Linked DNA regions of Pan troglodytes: region 2 is linked to region 1. Evidence: chromatin contacts called from public Hi-C data. All regions are on one chromosome and are shown on one strand. Each heading gives the region's core, a stretch centred on a gene start, on an enhancer-like site or on the middle of the called end of the contact. The rest is flanking DNA. Distances are from core to core; before and after follow the strand shown. Region 1 overlaps SP8 (Sp8 transcription factor). Region 2 overlaps SP4 (Sp4 transcription factor).

Region 1 (7,896 bases), core at 1,744-4,243:
AGAGGATATATAACTCAATAATATTTTTGAAGCTAAATAACGTGAATGTCTTTTAAACACATTTCCACCTGGTACTAGCTCCCCTCCCCACCTCCCTGCAATAAGGCCATTGTTTGTTAAATTGAAAGGGGAAAGAACCTGCTTAGAAAAAAAATAATAATCATAAGAGATAGGCATGTAAGAGAAAAATGAAGCATTGATCAGTGTACAAGAATGAGCACAAAACTTCCTGAAATGATGGGAAACCTGATGATAGGGTGCCTACATAATTAGGGACATTAAATTGGGTGCAAAATTGGGCAGTACAAATCCTTTATTTTCAGTTGAACTAGACAATCACTTGAACTTTAGGGGAAAAAAGAAAAAGATCTACTTTCTTTCTTCTATTTCAGCGCTTAAAATGGAGTAGCTAAAAAACTTAAAGCTGGAAGGATTGGTTCCCCCAAAGATGTAAAGATAACCCAAGATGAATGATTAAGGGTTTTTCAACATTCGCACAGATTTCAGGGTAAAATGAGCATAATGTAAATCAACTTATTGTTTGAGCCCTTTCAAATTAGTTGCCAAGAGAGGAGTGAAAACTTGATAAGCAGGCTCCAGTTTCTGTGTGTTGATTTAGAAATCTTAAAGCTTGAGGGAGCTCAATTCATTTAAAGGAAGACATGTAAAGGCACAAAAAGTAAACAGTGAAAATGCTATGCAATGAAGCACTAAAGTGAATGGGGGTATAGAGGATTTTTTTTAAAAAACAAAACAATAAAGAGTTCCATTGTGCTTTTAAATTACAATTTTAGAGAGTTCTTTAAGGGTCTGATTTTCCTTTGAGTATCAAAACGTCATGACCCATTTACAATATCCAAACTGTTGATGCTGTTTTTTTTATCTAGCTTGGAGGGAAATTAAATATAAATTGATATCTCCAAGAATTAAGTCCACATTTTCTAATAGGCAGGTGGCTATTTTGAGTGAAGCAGCCAAGGCATTTTTCCTTTTAACCTTCTTGCATGGAAAGTCAATTTCTCAACTGCAAACTAGATACCTTCAGAACACTAATGATCAAATCTTATGCCTGCAGCAACTTCGGGTCCGGACTCTCCTCAGGAATCAAACCAAAAAGCACTATTTCACTAAAATAAGTGAAGATAGTTGGCCAGACTAAATCCAGGTATTTGGACATAAATCTCAGGTGGCTCATCTGCCTTTTCCCAGGAAAATGCGTCCCCAGCTTTCATCAGTGTGTGCTTTGTCTTGATAGAAATGCATAATCATCAAAGCTAAGTATTTTTTTACCTCAAATATAAGATCCTTCAGCACTGATTTTAAAAGTATTCGTAAACCACTTATTAAACTACGAATGAAAAAATAAAGGACGACACAGATTTGTAGGGGCAAGAAAGGTGAGTAGGGAAGGACTAGATCATCTGCATCGAGATTTGAAAGACACTTGTGGCTTACTTGCAAAGCTTCATTTAGCATTGAGCGTACGAGGGAAATTCTGTTCCTGATGACAGCGCAGTGGGAATTCCCACTCCAACAACCCATGAAATGTTACTGCATAATTATTCACCTTCTGAGGCCCATTACGACTTATCAGCAGAGAAAGAAATTTAATTTAAACTCACCCCTCTGTGCTAAAGAATGACTGGGACATGAGATCAAAGCGCGAAGCTCTGTCCTCCAGTGGTTTGCAACACCTAGGCACAATAGGTTGAGAGAACGCGGCATTCCAGCGCTTCCCAGCTTTCCGGACCCCGGAGAGAGGGGGTGGGGATGTGGGCTCACATCGCCGGCTGGCTTGAGGGAGGAGAGTGGTGGCGGCTCCGGAGGTGGACGTGTCAATTATATCCTGGAGCTCCGGGAAGCCAGATTGCTTCTACCGGCGGCTGCAGGGGCTTTGCAAGCGAAGATAGGCGACCCTCCTTCCTTCCCCACTGTGGGGGATTGGGGTCAGTGGAGCCCGTGGATTTAGCCACGAGGGGACATGACTGGAGCCCTGTCACGCGCAGGTGTGCGTCTCCGAGAGCTCTTTCAATATAAGTGCGGGAGAAGATTTATGCTGCAGCCTCATCACAGGATGCCTTAAATGCATGTACATAGTGCGTATCTAACCACCCATAAAAGCCAAGTTTAATCCTTGGCATGTCTCGAGAATACAAAGTGGAACCCACAGATCCGAACCTGTGCGATGAGCTTCCAAGACCAGAAGGCCTAAGACCTAGAGGCGCCTAAAAGAGTCAGGGGGTGGGGCTGGGGAAAGGTTTACCAGGAGCCAGCTCCTTTCCTCAGGCAGCCCGGGGAGAGGCAGGTACATTCTCCAAATAAAGACCTTTAAGCGGAGCATGACGCTCTTCTCCGAAGGGTTGATCTATCTTGATCTCCTTTCAGATGTCACCAGAATAGGGACCTTCAGAATGTTGGTAGCAGTCCCCAAAGACCCAGAGGCCCAGAGTCGGGAGAGAAGAGCATTGGGAAGGAAGCCCACGAGAGGTTGTTGGGTTTTGGGTGCAATGCAGTAGAGTTCTGTTCAACAGGTTCAGTGATTCTACATCTGTGTCCATCCACCTATCTATCCATCACTTTTTCTGTTAGTCCCCAGGGTAGCTAAACTTTTTTGATATCCTGAAACTAAAAAGGGCAAAGAGTTTTCACAGCCAGTCACACTTAATTGCGCCTTCTTTATGATAACAGTGTGGGGAAAGGTAGGCAAGTTCCTTCACTCGTCGAGTCTGGCAACCCCATGATAAAATGACAAGAATAAATCTTGCCACCTATGGAGGACGCTGCACTTTGACGTCGCTGGGGAGAGGAGGCGGGTGCGAGTGAACACAAAGCAGTTTGGCCAAAAAAAGAGCACAGGAGGTGAAGAAAGGCAGGCAGTCGTGGGCCAGGACAGAGAGAAATCTGAACAAGTTCAGGAAGAAGAATCTGAGTCTGTCCACGCCGCAGCAGCCTCCGGTGGCACGGGCAGAAAGATCAAAGCGCGGCACCCCAGGACAGGATGGGACAGATTCCCCGGGCTCCGAGGCGCTAGGATGGCGCAGGGCAGCGGGCTGGTGCGGGAAAACTACAGAGCAAGCAAGGGAGGGAAGCGAAGGCAGGGGAATCCCTCACCCTGTCCGGCCCGAGTGTCTTTTGAGAGCCCACAGGCGAGAGCGGGGCGGGGGGAGGCTCCCCGCGTCGATTCCCACCGTGGGTTTGCCCAAGGTCAGAGGCCCGGGACTGGCGGGCGCGGGTCTGGCCGGCATTGCCCGCGCTGAGCGCGCTGCAGAACGGGAGCAGGGCACAGGGTGGCGCTCGCTGTCCGTGCAGCGGGCGGAGGCGGCAGCGGCGCCTTTGTGTGCGGTGGGCGCGGCGCTGGGCTGCTCCGGCCCGCAGCCCGAGGGGAGCGGCGGGCCCGGGCCGGGGCCGGGGCCAGGGCTCGCGGGGAGACCCCAGACCACCACCTCACTCTTCGCTGCTACCTGCGGGCGGACCGTGCGGATCGCCAGTTCGGAACCCTCCCCGGGAGGGCCCGGGGGTCTTTCTCAATGTACTGGGCACTTCGAGGAGCTGGGAAGAGGAAAGCGGAGGGTAGCGTTTAGAAAGGCTGGGAAATCCTCCCAGGCTCAAAACCTCTCGCAGAATTCATTCGAAAAGAGAACGAAGGGAACTTTGGGCAGGCCAGACCTCGGCTCAGCGCCCTGCGAGAGAAGCAGAGGTCGCTGCCAGCGTTTCCTCCCGCGCAACAAGAAATTGGTGCCTGAGAAGCAAAGTTGAGGAATGGGCTTTTTAAAAGCGGCAGCCCCAGGCCGGGCGCAGTGGCTCACGCCGGTAATCCCAGCACTTTAAGAGGCCGAGGCTGGCGGATCACCTGAAGTCAGGAGTTCGAGACCAGGCCAACATGGTGAAACCCGGTCTCTACTGAAAATGCACCAATTAGCCGGGCGTGGTGGCGGGCGCCTGTAATCCCAGCTACAGGGGAGGCTGAGGCAGGAGAATCGCTTGAACCCGGAAGGCGGAGGTTGCAGTGAGCCGAAATTGCGCTGTTGCACTCCAGCCTAGACGAGAGCAAAACTCCATCTCAAAAAAAAAAAAAAAAAAAAAAAAAAAAGCAACATTTCCGGTAGATGGACTTTCAAAAACGGTACTAGAATACCAGGAAAAAGCGACAGCTTGTAGCGGGCCTTTATTCCGAGTTCTAGGTCACCTCAAGCCCTCCCCGCTGTCCCTAGAGCTCTCCCACTGTTCGTCAGGAACCAAAGCAAAATGTATAAGGCTGCTTTCCTCACCGCCAAGAGACTCCGCAGAAAATTAAATTAAATTAAACATGCGCCGAGGGACTAGGGAAAAATAGATCCCCCCTCCCCGCCGCTGTAGCAAATCAACATTTCTGCTCACAGGGAGAGCAGCGAATCTAAAGACATGGCCACTGACGCGCATCCCCTTAAACCGCAGCGGCTAGGGTCCAGGATGGCAAGGAATTAGCGGCTTTCCTTTAATCCGGAAGCAGGGAATAAACAGGGAGAAAATTCTGAATCTTATTTTTAAAATAACATCAACTATTTATATTGAGCAGTCTTCAAAAGATGCCACCCAAAACCAAAGCCCTGACTTTAAAATGGGTACAGCATTACTATATTTCGATTCCTTAACACCATTTTCTTGAAATACAGGCACAGAATTGATCTTCTGCGCCATTTTTTAAAAAGGAGGGAGATTGGGAGGGAGAGAAGGAGGAAGAAAGGAAGGAAGGAAGCAACTGCAGAAACCATACTTTTAAAAAGAGAGAGAAGGATAAAGACGTTGGTAATATCTGGGTTTTTCTTAGGAGTGTAAAGAGAAATAATGCCTGTTTGGACAGAAGCAGCAAAAATCAGTAGTAAAATGAACAACCACAGTTTATTCAAAATACCTGCATCAAATCAATCCCTTTTTGAGGCTGGTTTGTACAAAACACTGAGCAAAATTCTTAAATTCTTTCATGATAATATTTATCTTTACCATCTTAGGCAAACAGATAATAATCACATGCACACTTTTTTCCTCCTTTTTCTGCCTTAATTTATCAGCCAAAAAGATCATCTGACCTTTGAGCTAATCCTCTACAATATTTATTTTTAAAAAAATTCCTCTACAAGCCTTCTGTAGCATTCCATTTAATAATCTCACCAAAAGATCCATGAAGATGAAAATGATAGCAAAATTATCGATCTGCCTACTTAGGAGTCCAGTCGCATCACCTGCTTGTCTTTAAATTTTAATTTCAGTATTCTCTAACCAAAGGAAGCCCAGTTGAGAAGTTATGCCAAGATTCCGGTAGGAGCAGGGCGGAAGGAAGGCAAACCCATTCAGGAGCTTTCTCCAGCATCAGTTGTTCTGAGAGGAAGTCATCATATTGGTTTAAATTAAGTTTCTTACATAAAATATTTCAGTTGATAATCCAGCCTCAACAAATCACAGTTACACATTTCTCAGTGAAAGAGATCATCCACAAAGAGAGAAGGTGAGGAAGGAAGGAGCCAAAAAAGGAGAAAGCAGGATAGGGAAGAAACATTCAAGTTTGTAGAAGAGATGCGGTAGGAAATGGAAATGGTTGGATTGGCAGCCCTTTCCAGACTCTGGAGGGTGGGCTGATATATGCTGGCCTGACCTCTGGGTCAACAACTAGTTTAACTCTATCTTGATCTGCCAGACTGGAAGCTTGTCCCTTGGTTCAAAGTGAGACCTGGCCTTTGACTTCACTTGAGTGAGCCTCCAGCTACTGCCAGGAAGTGCGTTATCAGGGACAAAGCAGGAACAAAAAAAAAAAAATCACAATTTGGTACCTCATCTTCTGTTTTCCCAAAAGAACCCTGCCCACCCTGCAGAAAATTAAGCTAGAAATATTGTTCCATAACCACCAAAACAAACCAAGCAAAGCTAGAAGGGTGAGGAGCCAGAAGGAAGAAAGGGAAAGTTTGCACATCTGTACAGCAGAAAAAATGTCCCCCTTCAATCACCCCAAAGAAATCTTCTTCCAGACAATATTTCTCCTTGTCATAACCCACCTCTTAAATCAATGTTGATTCTGCATGTAATGCAACTGATATTATAAATGTACCAAGCAGCTTTCCTCTTACCTGCCACTACATTTAACTCCTCAGAACCGCTCTTTCCGAATCCCTCAGCATTGCAACTTTCAATAAAAAAGAAACAACACTTAAACTGTGTTCTGCTTGTTATTCCTAGGAAGAAAGTGACAGAAAGAAACTATTTTACTTTTAAAATCCATTATTTAGAACTATAGTATACCAAAGAATCAGAGTTAACTTGTTTGTCTAAAACCATAGAGACTGGAGGCCTCAAATACCTGCATAGACAGCAGGATTAAAGGTGTCACCTACTTGGACACGAGCTATATTATTCTAAAACATCTTTTATCCCTAATTGCTTTTTCCTCTCAATTTACAGTGCTCATAGCATTTTGTATTTTCACTTGCTTCTATGCATTATAATTACCATATATAGATTTCAATGGAAAATTTTTCAGTTCAAGATGTATACCAAGACTATACTTAGGGTGGGGAGATTGCAAACAGAAATAAAGAAGCTAAACTTGTAAGAATCCAAACACACTAACTTTTTATTCAATTTGATTCAAAATAATAATATTAATCTAATAGTGAAATAGTGATATAACATCAATCAACACTTAGAGTATTTTATGTTTCAAAGTATGGCTCAAGGAACACCCATTGCTTAAATGCACTTAGACATAACAAGACAGTATTTTTTATTGGCATCATTGACACCTATGAACAATAGCCTAGTAAATAGATTAAGGTTTAACCTTCCTTTTCTTTGGTGGCTGTTTAGAGACTTTAAAAGAACAGATAACTCATTTCAACAGGAATCTACTACTGATATTTACCTCTACGTAATCTTTAGCTAAGACTTGGAATGCCAAAAACAAGCTTTTGTTAGCTTGACCTCCTCCACCTCCTAACAACAAAAGTTATCCCCAAACCCATGTTTTTATTTTAGATGTATTGATCTTCCAATGTAAGGCTTGGCCTTTTAAATACTAAATGCAATCAATGGCCAACAACCTGACTCCTGGAGACTGAGAAGGAAAGAGAATGGTGAAATTTCTTTGAATTGTGACTTAGTACAAATTTTAAGAGGTCAGTAAATCCTGATGCTATGAGCTAAATCTACTGGTAAATAATCAATTACATTCCTTAGACACTATAATCTTTATCTTGGTAAACAGAGAAAACACAGCTTTGCCAAATAGATCTTTCCATCTAACATCTTAAAGGTAATTATTTAAATATTACCACAAACAAGGTTATATTTTGTTTAAATTAGACAATTAACTGAAGATAAAATGCACGTCCATAGTTTAAAAAGGGGAAAAAATACAAATTAACTGGCCTAGTCTTTTATCTGAGTTTATTAATACCATTTAAAATATTACAAATAAATCAATTACATTTCATGCATTTAAAATGCAAATCTAAAATGCTCCAGAGAAAGGCTTTTCATTTCAATGTGAAATATCCAAATTATTTCAACATTACAATGAGCAATTAGTTTGCAGAATCTGCAAACATTTAAATGTAGTGTCAGAAGTATTTATTAACAGTTAACAATAGTACCTTCAGGAAATACACAAAGGCCAAAGTTAGTCGAGTTTCACTTGGACAATTTATTTAATACATGGGTTTTGGCAGACCCACTTATTATGAAATATAGGAGAACTCTCACTTTAACTATGCCTGAACTGCCAGCAAATGCAAATAAGTACATGCTCCATTAAATTAAATGTCATCCAACATTTATCAAATATTGTCTTAGTTACAGCTTGATACCTATCTAAATTCATATTCGAGCAAAACTAGGCCCCGAAAGTGCGTTTGTGGCTCTGCACCTCCA
Region 2 (7,896 bases), core at 2,500-4,999, 730 kb after region 1:
TCATAGTTTCTCTAGGTCAGGAGTTCAAGGGGCCTCAGCTGGGTGCTCTGCTCAGTTTCTCACAGAGCCAAAATCAAGGCTTTGGCAGGACTGCATTCCTTACTGAAGGCCCTGGGGAGAAACCTGCTTCCAAAGTCATTCGAATTGTCAGCTAAATTCAGTTCCTTTCTGTTGTAGAATGTAGGTCCTTGTTTCCTTGCCAGCTGGCAGTTGGGAGCCTCCAGTGTTTTCATTTGGAGGCTGCCCACACTCCTTCTCATACTGTCCATGTGGCCCCCTCCAGCAACAGCAGGGCACGTTTCCCCTCACTATTCTAATCTCCCTGATTCTAGCTAAAGAAAGCTCTTCACTTTTAAGAGTTCGTGTGATTACATTACGCACTACTGGATAATTCAGAATAATATCCCTATATTAAGCTCCATAACTTTAGTTAGATCTGCACAGTCCCTTTTACCATGTTACTTAATGTGGGAAACACACATTCACCTCTCTGAACCCAAAGACTGCACTTGGAGACACAAAGAACAGCAAAAGCGAGACTTTTAATGGTGGTCTTGCAAGATGGGGCATATGGTAGGCAGGCACACCCAGGGCAGTTACAGCAGTTAATTTACCTCCTAGCATGCAAATCCCTCCCCTAGTTCCTCGTTGGTCGAGTGTTACAGGGTTACAATCTTCCCGGACATCATCCAAGTTTCATTATCCCCCTAATAAGGGTGTAATCTTCCCTTCCCTGCTTAAGTTTCGATTTCCCAATAGTGAAACTTTCTTCGCTTTTATGGGCTGACCCCTTCTCTACATTCTGTTTGCTCATTGTGACCTTCTAGGTACGTGAGCCGTGCAGTTTGTTACATCCGCAGGCTGGTTGCCAGTATTTAGATTTATCATGCCTTGAAAATAGATCATTTAAAACATTTTCTCACAAAGTCCCTCCCCTTTTCTGTTTACTTCCTTCGGTCTCATTTTCATCTAAATCCTTTTTGTCCTTGAATTGCTCTAGAAGTCTTTTACTTTCTCCATAGGAGATTGAGTTTAATTTTGTTTCTAATAGTACCAGGTTATTTTGCTGGTTAAGTCATGGGCATTTGTTTATTAATAGCTGTTTTAATCTCTGTGCTAGTCCCCCCACACAAGGGATAATACAAAAATCCCACTGCTGTTAAGACTTCTGCCACAATTATGAGAGATGTAAGGATTGAGGGCTACCATGTCTTTCCATTTTCCAAACCAATCTTTTAGCCAACCCATAAATGGGTCATCAATTCCAGCATTTTCTGCCAGTTCATTGGCCAGAGTTGTTGGTCTTCGTAAAGCTTTTCTGATGGTCCCATCTGGGGCAGTATTGTTGGGAATGAAAGTACAACATTTCCCACCCAGCATAACACATACGCCCCCTTTTTCTGCTAGTATCATGTCTAGCGCAAGCCTGTTTTCCCAGGCCATTTGGCTGGTGGCATTTAACTGGCTAGCCACCCCTTTGAGGATGTCCCGAGTATAATTGATGAATCTCTGTTGATTATAATAGATGTAGTTAATCTAGTCCACATTCTTAATAGTTGACCACCAGAAGAGTGCTGACTTAAACCGAGCTGCTATTTGGTTTCGGGCCTTAAATTCATTAGGCACCCCCCCCCCTCCGGGAACTCCTATAGAGTTAACATATATATTGGGATCAAAAGATACGTCAAATCTCTCTGGTTTTGGTAGCCGTGTGTATTTTCGGGTATCTTATGGAATACCAGGATGAAGGGAATGGCCAACTGGACTAAAGCACAAGTCCCAGTCCGATTGGATGGTAACAACTTATCATCCTTTTTTCCCACAGTACCACCAGACATCAGCCGTGGTGTATGGAGAGCTGAGTAATTGCCATTGCCTGACTCAACCTGTGATGCTTAGGATGTGGGTACAAGTTGAGAGTTCTCCCATGGGCTTATTGAATTCTGCCCCCTGCCTGGAGAGGCAAGAGGAGTAGTTCATATTCCCTGTAGAGAATGAGGGGTTCTGACCCCTCTCCACAATGCGGGAAAGAGCAATGACAGACTCTTACAAGTCTCATTTTCCCATGCATCCTTGTCTCGGTATAGAGCCAACATGCAACACATTACTTCAGGATCAGTATTCCATCCTAGGGGAAATGGAACCACCCATGCCTGAGGTCCTCCCGCAGCACATGCATAGTAGTTACTCTTGTTGAGGGCTTGTACCAAAAATGTGACCCACTCAACCCAGGCATTCACATCCCCATACCCTCAGTTTTTAAGGTTTGCTTTACATCCTTTACCTCAATTATTTTTAGCCTTTTAGGATCATTATTTGGTGGACTAAAGTGTTTACTAGGGCCTGGGCTTGGAGCAGTACCAGACACTTGTGGGGTTGAGTTTTTGATGAGTTTGAGAATAAATTGCCCTACGGGGTCTTTCCCTGTGATGTCTGCCCCTAACCCATATAACCAAGAGTCTTCCAGAACTGGGGCCAGCCCATGTTTTCTTTTTAGATTTTTCTCAGAGTTAACTTTAAGGGTTCCTTAGGTGACCCATGCACTTTCCACTCGTCTTTTCCCCTCCTTTCCAGGGTCTCCTTTACCAGTCCCTTGACTCGAGTATAGTGAGTCCACCTCATGCAGCTGTTCGCATGGCTGTCTCAGTGGTCAGGAGCACTTGATAGGGACCTTCCCAGCTTGGGTGGAGCTTGTCTTCTTTCCAAGTCTTAATCAGCACCAAGTTACCAGGCTGAAAGTGGTGAGCCATGAACTCAAGAGGTGAAGTTTGAGTTAGAAGTCGTTTTAACCTAAGGGATGACAGGGTGGAGTATATGGCCACTATATAATTTCTTTAAAAATTGATCCTTGGTTTCCATAGCCGGAAGATCTGTAGCTCTGCACAAATATAGGAGCCCATATAATGACTCGTAGAGGGGCAATCCCAAGTCTTTTATTGGGGCTTGTTCTAATCTAAGGAATGCTATTGGGGGACATTTGGTTCAAGGCATTTTAGTTTTTAAGATTAGTTTGGTGATATGCTTTGTGAGAGTTTGATTCATTCTTTCTACCTTTCCAGAGGAAGGGAGATGCCAAGGGGTGAGATAATCCCATTTAATTTGTAAACCTTCCATAATTCACGTTAACACCCTTGAGGTAAAGTGGCTTCCATTGTCTGAATTAATATTTTCCATCAGTCCAAAGCTAGGTAAATCTGTTTTAATATTATTTTGACCACATTCCCAGCAGTGGCTGTTGGAAGGGGAAAGGCTTCTACCCAGCCTGAAAGGTAATCTACCATCACCAGTAAATACTTCAGTCTTCCTACTTTGGGCATTTCTGTGAAATCTACTTGAATGCTTTGAAGTGGTCTTACTCCGGAGGTCTTCCTGTTTTCTAATCACCTTTTTGTTTATCTTTTGACAAGTTAACACAATTTCCACATGCTTGTTTAGCAAGGGTATAAATCCCTATACACCCATAATTCCTAAGTATTGTATCACACAAAGCCTGGGGTCCCCATTGACTCCATTTGTGTAATGTAGATACTAGTTTTCTCATTAGGGGTTTACTTATTTCAGGAAGTACCCATTTGCCATCTTCAGTCTGAGTGACCCCTGTCCTGTCTAATTCTTCCTCCTCCTCTCTGGTAAACTGGGGCCTTAATACTGGCTTAGGGATGTTTGGGAGCAGACTACATAGTCTAATTTCTTCGTCCAGGGAGGCTTGCTTAGCAGCTTCATCTGCAAGCCTGTTTCCTGTAGCTTCTATAGTGTTCCCTTTCAGATGACCATTTACATGAACTATGGCTACCTCTGCTGGAAGCAGGAGGCTTTCTAAAACCTGTTTGACCAGTTACCCAGGTACCAATTATTTTCCCCTGCTATTTATTAGACCCTGCTCTGTCCAGATTTTTTTTAAAGTGTGTTCTAACCCATTAAGCATATTTAGAATCAGTATATATAGTGCCTTCTTTGGCCTTAAGGAGCTTTATGGCCGGGTTAAGACCATATAATTTACAGATTTGGGCTGACCAGCCATTAGGTAATCTACCTTTCTCACATAGGGAGTGTTTATCTCCATCAGTGACAGCATTGCCGTCTCTCGTTCGTCACAACTCATCCACAAAGAGCCTTATCCCATCATGTAGTGGAGCTTCCCTAAGGTTTGGTCCTACTTTGGTTTGTTATTCTATGATATCTAAGCAGTTCTGGTCTGATGTCTTTGATCTCCTCTCCTTTCCATAGGAAACTGGCTGCATTTAGGCAAATATTTGTTGTTACAAGCAAATAATTTTTTTTCTTAATTATATGGCTTCATATTTTATGAAGAATGTGTTCAAACTATCTCCCGGCTTTTGGTTTAATATATTCCTGACCTGGTGTGGGGCGCTTACTATTAGGGCCCCAACAAAGGTTAGCTTTCTACTCTCCTACCAGCAGGGCTGTGGCAGCACTGCTTGCACATATTTGGGCCACCCCTGAGAGACAGGATAGAGAAGCTTGAAGGCAAAAGCAACAGATTCCCTCTTCCCTCCCCAGGTTTGAGTGAGCACCCCAAGGGTGATCCACTGTTACCAACAGATGGAATGGTTTCTCTAAAGATGAGAGGACCAGGACCGCGGCTGTAATGAGGGCCTGCTTTAGCTCTTTTACCACCTGAATTTCCTTTGAGGACAATTGCAAGGGATTGGGTTCTTCTTCTAGTAACTTGATATATAGAGTCTTTGTCTTTTGATCATATGAGTCAATCCATAACCTATAGTAGCCAGTTAAATCTAAAAATTTTTGGAGTTCTCTTTTTGTCTTAGGCAAAGGCAGACCCACTATTCCCAGTATTCTCTCTGGGTTTATTCTTCACATCCCTTCACTAATCAGGTGTCCTAAATATTTAACTTCTTTTTCTGCAAACTGCAGTTTGTTCTTAGATACTCGCAATCCCCTTTCTCCTAGGAAATTAAGCTTGTGGTGGTTTCTGATACCTCGGCCCTCCTCTCCCCAGAAATTAAAAGATTATCTATGTATTGTAACAACTGGGTTCCCCTGGAAGGTTGAAATTCCTCCAGGACTTTTTCTAAGATTTGACCAAATACGTTTGGGGCTTCTGTGAAACCTTGTGGCAGCACAGTCCAGGGGTACTGTTGTTTTCTCCTAGTTATAGCATCTTCCCATTCAAAGGCAAAGAGGTTCCCTAATCCTAAAGTCTAGGGGACATGCCCAGAATGCATCTTTTGGATCCACCACATTGAACCACTTACGTTCATAGGGTATCTTACTAAAGAGGGTGTAGTGTTTAGTCACCACAGGGTGGTAGGTCTGGACAGTTTGATTTATAGCCCTTAGATCTTGTAGCAATCTATACAACCCATCAGGCTCTTTGGGAGAATTGGAGTATTGTAACATGCAGGGTTTTAATTGTCCATCATTAATCAATCCCTCTATTACCAGTTGGAGACCTTTTCTCCCTTCAGTGGAAATGGGATATTGTTCTCTGCAAACTACTTCTGGTTGTTTTAGGTTAATCTGTAAGGGTGTGATTTTTAACCCTCTGTTGCCTTCCCTAACCCTCACAAGGGGATTAATTTTTCTTTCCTCCTCCTCTGTCAGGAGGCCCATCATTACTTTTATTTGTCCTTCCTCTATTCCTAATCCTAAACCCAATCTCACAATCAGGTCTCGACACAGGAGGTTAGTTCCTACTTCAGGAACAAGTGACGCCTCAATTTGTTTTGCTCCTGATGTAATTAAAATTTTCTTAAATATTGGAACCTGAAATCCCTCCCCTTTTACCCCTGATACTTTCAATTTTTCCTTAGAGAGTTCTGTACCCCTTGGTTGGTGAATTAGGGAGGAGTGAGCTGCCCCAGTATCAACCAAAAATGTCACTTCTCCCTCAGGTCCCACCTTCAGATTTATTAAGGGTTCCTGGTGGGATCTACTCAGAAGGCGCTCCTGCCCCCGACTAGTCTTCATCAATAGTCATGAGGGGTATCACCTTTTCTTTTTTCCATTTAGGACATCCTCTCTTCAAATGCCCTGTCTTTCCACACTTGTAACATCCACTCATAGTCTTAGGACCTTTTCCCTGCATTTCCCTTCTTTCTTTGTGTTGAAATCTATAATTCCCTTGTCTCCTAAGTGGGGGATCTTGATGTAAGCCTTTTCTGACTACCTCTTCCACAGTGGAAACCATGATTTTTGCTTTTTGTTTCTGCTTCTCTTCCTTTCTCCTTACAAAGACCCTCTGAGTTTGCCTCAGTAAATCCTCAGTTGGTTTCTCTTTCCATCCATAAATCTTTTGTAATTTTTTGGTAATGTCAGGCCAGCTCTTAGTTACAAAGTTAACCTTCAAAAGGCATTGCCCTACTGGGTCCTCTAGATCTAATCCGGAGCATTTTCTCATCTGATCTCTGAGCCTATATAGGAATGCAGAAGGAGTTTCCTCTTTTTCTTGTTGAATCGTGAATGTGTCCTATGTCCTACGAGTGGACTCCTTGATCCCTTTAATTATTAGTTCCTGGAGATCCTACATTTGGGCACGGTCCCTGGGATCATTATTATCCCATTCAGGATTAACATTTGGAAATTTTTGTTTGGCTGGTGAGACTTCTTGCCTGGGAGGGTGTTGCCTCTCCCAGATGGTCATGTCCACTCTCCTGATCATTCCGCTTTCTCTTCCTATGAACAGGATATTCTTGATGGACATCATTTCAGCCCAGGTGTAAGAGCTGTATCCTAGGAATTGGTCCAGATGGTCTGCTAAACCGAGTGGATCTTCTAGGAGTGGTTTCATTTTTTTCCTGAAATTCCTAATTTCAATACTTGTAAGAGGAGCATTTACAAAGCCAGTCTCTCCCTGTCCCATGGGAACTCCCCTAAGAGGGAACATGCTAGGTGCCTCCTGTGTGGAAGGAATAGGGAAGTTCTCAATATCCCTCTTACAGTGTTCTTTTCTTAAATTTGGATAAGGATTTAGAGGAGCAGTTGGTTTGGCTCCACCATGGTGTCCAGGTCTTTCCTCCTCTAACCCTCCTGCTGCCCCTTGATTTTCCTGTCCCCTGTTTTGTGAGATGTATGGAGGGGCATGGATGATGGGGTCCCAGGGCTTTTCCCTGGGTGAGGGATTTTTACTAGGCTCTTTTTCTTCTTCTTTAAGTGGGAATATGGGGCTAATTCCTTGATCCAGCAGAGAGCATAACCTATCTCTTGTGAGGTTGGGGTTTTATTATTCACATAGAGAATTAAAGCTTGGCACACCTAATTTTTATCTGAGCCAAACTTAGGCCATAGGACTATGCTGGTAAATGTCAGAGGGAGTCTCTTTGGCTCCCTCTTTCCCTTGTCCCCTAGGCCTAGGAATTTCTGTTTCCCATTTTTGGTCAGTCTGTGTCTGAGCTTTTCCCTGTGTTCTCAGCACCCCCTACTGGAGGTTTCTTGCACACCCATGGAATCACTTCATCCATTCTCTGACCATTCTTTGTCCATTCTCCTCACGGGAGAACGGAACCATGGATTGGGACTCTGCATTTGCTTCATATCTAGGGTACATCTCAGTCACACACACTCAACCTCTGAAAATGCCCAACCACCAAGACAGTACTTACAGTCCAATTTTCCTCCCTTGGCTTCTGCACGAGGTTGCCTGGTTGCTGCAGTGCCTGCTTTTCTCCCTGTGTCGCCTCTGCTGCCTCCTGAATAACAGTCTCAGGTTTGTCTGTGGCTTCTGTGGGGAGCCAGGACGCCCGGACAGAGTGGGCCACCCAAATCGGGTGGGACACCTCTGCCCTCTCGGCTGGAGTCCCACTCCATGCAGGCACAGAGATCCCAGACAGGCCCCCAGGTTTGTGAGAAACACAGATTCACCTGTCCAAACCCAAAGAATGGACTTGGAGACACAAACAATGGAAGCGAGACTTT

Evidence for each region. Hi-C and Micro-C count contacts between places; a contact is called where the count stands out from the background.
Region 2: a Hi-C map of induced pluripotent stem cells shows a contact between it and region 1, with 2.9 times the contacts expected there. The contact joins two enhancer-like sites. A contact is called at or near these places in 1 of 7 Hi-C or Micro-C datasets (induced pluripotent stem cells) and 1 of 1 other capture datasets (stem cell-derived neural stem cells).

Annotation. Positions count from the first base shown.
Region 1 is chr6:26,589,583-26,597,478 of NHGRI_mPanTro3-v2.0_pri, forward strand. It overlaps SP8 (Sp8 transcription factor), which reads right to left. Exons shown (of 3, transcript XM_024357761.3): 3 at 6,584-7,896. Among named protein-coding and RNA genes, the nearest start is that of SP8, 8.1 kb to the right of the region's middle. Within about 2 kb of position 2,994, at least 3 of the 24 cell types and tissues checked have an H3K27ac peak or open chromatin away from gene starts, as enhancers often do. A contact at or near this core is called in induced pluripotent stem cells, where this site is marked.
Region 2 is chr6:27,323,387-27,331,282 of NHGRI_mPanTro3-v2.0_pri, forward strand. All of the region lies in intron 5 of SP4 (Sp4 transcription factor), which reads left to right. Among named protein-coding and RNA genes, the nearest start is that of MIR1183, 34 kb to the left of the region's middle. Within about 2 kb of position 3,750, at least 1 of the 24 cell types and tissues checked has an H3K27ac peak or open chromatin away from gene starts, as enhancers often do. A contact at or near this core is called in induced pluripotent stem cells, where this site is marked.